Regions from separate parts of the Bicyclus anynana genome. Here region 1 is linked to region 2. A link is a contact called in public Hi-C data. All regions are on one chromosome and are shown on one strand. The core of a region is the stretch at or near the end of the contact, and the rest is flanking DNA. Distances in the headings are between cores, read along the strand shown.

Region 1 (3,040 bases), core at 354-2,853, 56 kb after region 2:
CTAAATTAGAGCATGTTTCACTAGAAGATGCTACTTTTCATTACTATTCATTCTTGCCTTGAAAGTTTATACTGTAGGTAGCAAGTGTAACAAATTCTGTTAGGACCTTTGCCTATCATTGTCTATACTCTTTTTGGTTTATCTTTCAGCTCTATGTGACTACCAACATGACTTGGGCCATGATGCAGTGTTAATACCCTGGACCAAAGAGTTCTTTACCAAATTGCAAGAATATTTTCATAAAATACCTATTAACACTTTAAGTACATCATTCATTCCTCGCTGGAAGGTCTCTTTGCTGAAGCAAGGAGATTGTGAGAATGGTCATACCATAAACAAAGATATTTATTTTGCCAGCGGTCATACAGATAATTTTTTAAAGGCACATTATTTGGAAATAGAACAAAACTTCAGGACAACACATGATACACATTTCCAGGTACCTTCTGTTGTATTTTTAATGATATATAATATTTTTGAATTATCCATGAATCTGGATAGATTATTATCACACTGATTGGATCAGCATTCTGTAAGTGTGTTGTGTTCAGATAATAGAAGACACCAAGCTTGTTGATATTTATGATTTAATGATTTTCCATAGAGTACAAATTATGATTTATTTTTTGTATCAATTTACAAAATTGTAAATATTGACTTGGTCCTACTTCTTGATGTGACAGATGCTAGCTGCAGGTCTTCATGTATAAGTTGTTGTTAATAAGTTCATATTCAGACTGTTTCCGATAGGAAATTGAGTCTGAAATTGCCTGCCAAATTAAAAAAAAAACTGGAATAAATTCTCAATATTATAGTGCAAATATTGGAATAACTGAGTTTAATACTTATACTTTAACTAGTAATGTATTCATACACAAAAAAATAATTTAAACAAATTTATAAAAATTAATGAAAAATAATTTATTTTATTTTTATTAAATGAATTTTATAATTTAGTGGGTGATTTCACTCAGTCTCTACTTTCATTAGCCAAACTCTATTACTAACTAGATTTTTCTGTGGTGTGTGTGTGTGTGTACTAGAGTGTGGTCATAAATGTGGTCTTCTTTCAGGATGTGAGACTAATAACATTTAAAACAACTGAAGATGATAAAGTTGAGTATAGCCCAGGTGATGTATTCAATATTAGACCTCGTAATTCAGAAGAAGACATAAATGATCTTTTTGATATTTTTCACACTCACAACATTGATATAAAGCCTCATTACCGCTTATTAGTTGAGGAAGCTCATGAAGGTAAGATATTCAATAATATTTTAAAATACCTAAAACTCCCATTTTATATGAATTAATTTTACTCTAGGCAACATTTTTGTATGTATAACCTTGCAACACAAATTGCGTTTTGATTTTGCATTTCATGTTAAGCGTTTTATATTTTCACTATACTCACAAGGTAGATATTTCAGTCACCATTTTCGACAATTATGTATTAAAACATGCTTTTATCCAATTATAATTTTTATATAGTGAATTAAAATATGCGTATTTTGGTCTAAAAATATTCTACTTTTTCTAAACTGCAATAACTAAACGCAAACGTCATTCAACACGTGCTGTGCCGCGAAGATTGTCAAAGTCAAAGTTGTCAATGTCAACAAAAATCAAAAATTCAAAACATGTTTCTGTGTACCGAAGATTTATAAAACTTTATAATAAAATACGAAAATAATCAATTATTAAGTGACAAACAAAGTGCAAATATGCTACGACGGCAGGCGCGATTGCGCCGTGAATATTTGTTCAGAAAATCTGCGGAGGAAAAACAGAAGAGTATACAAGCTAAGAAGGATCAACTCAAACGTAGTTTGGAAGAAAACATCCCTATACATGGAGATTTACGGAAAGAAGCTATCGCTCTGCAGAAGAGAATAGAATATGAAGACAAAGGTAAACTTGAATGGTTATTTCCCTTGTTGATTTAGAATTTTAATAAAGATTACCACTTGACTTATGTTTAGTATATAACCTATGTTTCTACTAAAACATAATATTATACGAAAAAAACCACGAATTCTTCACGAAATTATTATTATTTTTATATTTATAGGCTGGCATATTATTATATTTATAGACAGCTTTCGCTGATGTGCCTATATCTTTGTGCTTCTAATTGCTTCATATATTTATCCAGCCGGTTCTTAAACGCATTTAGTGATTTTGCGTTTATCACATCCTCAGGCTGTCTATTCCACAATTTAATTATTCTGTTACTGAGGAAGTGTTTGAAGGGCTTAAGGGAAGCTCTTTGGCATCTGAGGTTGATATTATAACTTAATGTAGGGTTACACTTATCCTATTTTTTTTACAAAGTATAGCTTATAAACCTTTCAACCAGTAATGGTTACTGGTTTGGCAAGGTTTCACTTAATCTGTAATGCAAGTAACTATCACAAGTTGGATTGACGGCAATCAGCGGCAATTGGCCGACTTGTGATAGTTTTTCCATCATTACATAGATAGAATAGTCAGATCATTTTTATGAATTACTATATTGGAAAAGTATTATTATACTTACTGATAATATAGGTCCGGAAAGAGCAGCAGTGATAGGTGGCTTCAGTGGGGGAGCAAACACTATGAACTCACAGGACGACGAGTACAGATATGCTGGTGTTGACGACCCTAAGATTATGATCACCACATCTAGAGATCCCAGTGCAAGGCTGAAGATGTTTGTGAAGGAGCTAAGGTATTGAATTTATTTCTTGTGTAACATCTATACTAATATGATAAAGAGGTAAGGTTTGTAGTATGTAATCTCTGGATGTACTTAACTAATTTTGAAAACTCTTTTCTTATTGATAGTCTTAACCTTTTTTGTCAATGTGATAGGCTGTTTGATCCTGATATTCCCACAGGAATGGAAACAGCAGTTGTGGGAATGTCAGGAATAACAGCAGTTGAAGTGAACAAAGGAATAGAGGATTTTTGAAGGGCTCTGTATGCAGGCTCAGAGTAATAAATGTATACTTACTAAACACCCTTACAGGGATGAAAAATCCATGGTTCCCAAGGG
Region 2 (3,110 bases), core at 196-2,695:
ATTATTTACTTAATCTGCCCATGTCATGTTTTAGTTTATTTGGCACATGTCTCAACTAATTACATAGACAATGAAATAAGCAAGATCAATAATGATAGTTTATACTGGTTAGGCAAGGAAATTTTTGGGCAACATACTCACAAAATATTTTTTAACATAATAAAGATCATTTTGAAAGTGCCAAAAAATTGGTACAAATTTTTAGAACTGGCCATTTTGAGGAATAGCAGAAAAGTTTTAAGATGGCACTGAACCAAGTTATTCGTCAATTCCATATATTTTGTTAATTTTCAAAAGTGGCTGCCAGAAAAAACACTGATATGTATTGTTAAAGGTGCCAATTTAGAGAAAAGGGAGGCAGCGTTGAGAAACTGAGAAAAACTAATTATATATTATTGCACAAAATCTCTGCTCTTCCTAAGTGGACAGGGATTTGCAAGCTAGTTTAAAATTTCGTATAAAAATTAAAAATTTATTTAACCCCGCTTAGCTTACCGGTTAAATATATTGAAATTTATTTATTTAACATAGTCTGCAGCTCTACTCCTCTCTGATGGACAGACAGTATGCAACTCCGCATTAGTCAGTTTCTCCGCTACGCTTCCTTGCTCCGCTCTGGTGGACAGGTAGGTATGGCACAAATATTTTAAGGTTGCTCTGCATTTTATTGAGTTTTGCAAGTGTCCACCAACAAAATAAATGATACATATTGTCACAAGTTCTGTGCCATTTCTTTTTTGTTGGCCGACACTTTCAAAAAGAGCCTGGAATATATGGCTATGGAGTGTGAATGATCTCTTTTGATATGAAACACTTTTCACTAATGTGTGAAGATTGTTTCTAATATGGATCTTATGACTATATAATGATGTGAAGTGTTAATAGTAAACTTCAAATTATATTGTCTTAGTTCATGTTGCCCAGTTCTCTGTTATCATTAAACTTTTTCTTCATTAAATTAAGAATTAATTTCGTGTCGCAAACCTGCGTTTTCTGACGTCTCTTCTTTTTTTCAACTGGTTTAAGTTTTGGTGTGATAACCTTGTTCTCTTCTTTTATATTTTTATGTGAATTTCTAGAGAGGTTTTTCAGCATATCGGTTTTCGATTTCACAGTTTTGACCAGATCTTCAGTCTTCACAGATTCTTTCAGTAGAATTTCTTTCTGAAACGTAACTTTTTTTTCCAGGTTATGTTTCGTTTTTATTATCTTGTTAGACGGCGAGGCATTCTGCTTTTTGGTAAGCTTATTAAGCTTTTTAAGTTTATTTTTCCCCAGTTTCACCATTTTTGTGGGTTTCTCTAATAATTTTAGTTAAATTATTTATATTCAAAATGATACAAAACAAAAGACAAAATATTGATAGATAGTAGATACCACAGACCATAAATATGACAAACGTCAAATGAAGGTTTAATATGCCACAGACTGTAATATAATTTTGGTTGCTTTTATCCATCCGTCACGGACGTCAAATATATAAAATATAAATAAGTCGAGCTGTCAAGTGACATCAATCACTATCTTTTTAGCCGTTTGTGTCAATCACCATCATCGTGGAACATTTAAACCCAAGGATTTTATTTAAAAACTAGGATAGCGTACTGGAAAAATGTGTGAATAGAAATTGGACTTCATTAATTAGGACACAGTCCAAAGGAAAATATAACATCAGCAGCGTTTCTCAACAGGTGGGCCTGAAAATGAACATGGGCAAAACAAAAATAATGTGTAATGCTCATGTATCGCTCCACCCAGTTATAGTTGAGAACGCTGCACTCGAAATTGTAGACGAATACATATACCTAGGACATATGATCCAGTTAGGTAGGTCCAATTTCGAGAAAGAGGTGAACCGTCGAATCCAACTCGGCTGGGCTGCATTCGGGAAACTTCGCGACATCTTTTCGTCCGAAATTCCTCAGTGCCTGAAGACAAAAGTCTTCGAACAGTGCGTGTTGCCAGTGATGACCTATGGTTCCGAGACTTGGTCGCTAACTATGGGCCTCATAAGAAGGCTCAGAGTCACACAGCGGGCGATGGAACGAGCTATGTTAGGAGTATCTCTGCGTGATCGAATCAGAAATGAGGAGATCCGCAGAAGAACCAAAGTCACTGACATAGCTCAACGAGTTGCGAAGCTGAAGTGGCAATGGGCGGGGCACATAGTGCGAAGAGCCGATGGACGTTGGGGTCCCAAAGTGCTGGAATGGCGACCCCGCACTAGTAAGCGCAGTGTTGGCCGACCCCCCACCAGGTGGACTGACGACATCAAGCGAGTCGCAGGGATTCGCTGGATGCAGGTGGCTCAGTATCGTGATGTTTGGAAGTCCCTACAAAAGGCCTATGTCCTGCAGTGGACGTCCATCGGCTGATATGATGATGATGATGATGATGATGATGAATTAGGACACTAAATATATTTTCCTTTGGACTCTAAAGAGAGGCAAATCCGACCTGTCAAGGAAGCTCGAGGAGATGCGGTGTGTCTCGTTCTTTCATATTGTTAGCTTAAAAATGTTGTTTCTTCATTATGCGGTGGGACCACGGTGGGACGCTAAAAAGTGTGCCACCATAGATTACATTGAATGTGCCACTGATCCTGTATGGCCGTTCAACAGATAATAATCCCATTCTACTATAGTAATAAATCTTTGTTTCCTTACAAAATCTCCACGCATAAGTTGTCCTCTTTTAAAAGGGAATGCGATAGATACAATCTTGCCGTCTATTTACTTTTTTGTCTACGGCTGTCCACTGCCTATTTTTCCGTGGGAAAAAATGCGAGAAAATTAGAAAAAAAAACGAATTCATTTATTGATTCCTTGGGTATTTTTGAATTTAACCGCTAACTCGATGTAACAGGACGATGACACGCTCGACAGATGTCTAGTGTGCCATCTTTCATAATCCGTTTTCGGTAGTTTCTCGTCTTTCGTTTATAATAATATTTAGATTTATATAAAGTAACTATATAATTATTAATATACCTAGTCGTAGCAGTAATATGCGGCGCCGAGCTAAGTTGTTTACAAGTACCTACATATTACCTAGCTAAATATAATAAAAAAAAACATAGGGAGGGTAAATAATAAAAAAAAACCCTTCTT

The links. Hi-C and Micro-C count contacts between places; a contact is called where the count stands out from the background.
Region 1: a contact with region 2 is called in a Hi-C map of whole larva, with 2.3 times the contacts expected there. The contact joins the promoter of LOC112043998 here to the enhancer-like site in region 2. A contact is called at or near these places in 2 of 2 Hi-C or Micro-C datasets (whole body and whole larva).

What each region holds. Positions count from the first base shown.
Region 1 is chr24:1,878,700-1,881,739 of ilBicAnyn1.1, forward strand. LOC112043998 (U3 small nucleolar ribonucleoprotein protein IMP4) reads left to right here and starts at 1,604. Exons shown (of 6, transcript XM_024079712.2): 1 at 1,604-1,911; 2 at 2,551-2,713. The coding sequence starts at 1,725. LOC112043997 (NADPH-dependent diflavin oxidoreductase 1) reads left to right here. Exons shown (of 7, transcript XM_024079711.2): 2 at 150-439; 3 at 1,074-1,257.
Region 2 is chr24:1,822,421-1,825,530 of ilBicAnyn1.1, forward strand. LOC112043999 (large neutral amino acids transporter small subunit 1) reads right to left here. Exons shown (of 13, transcript XM_024079714.2): 13 at 3,104-3,110. Among protein-coding and RNA genes, the nearest start is that of LOC112044009, 23 kb to the left of the region's middle. Within about 2 kb of position 1,446, at least 6 of the 8 cell types and tissues checked have open chromatin away from gene starts, as enhancers often do.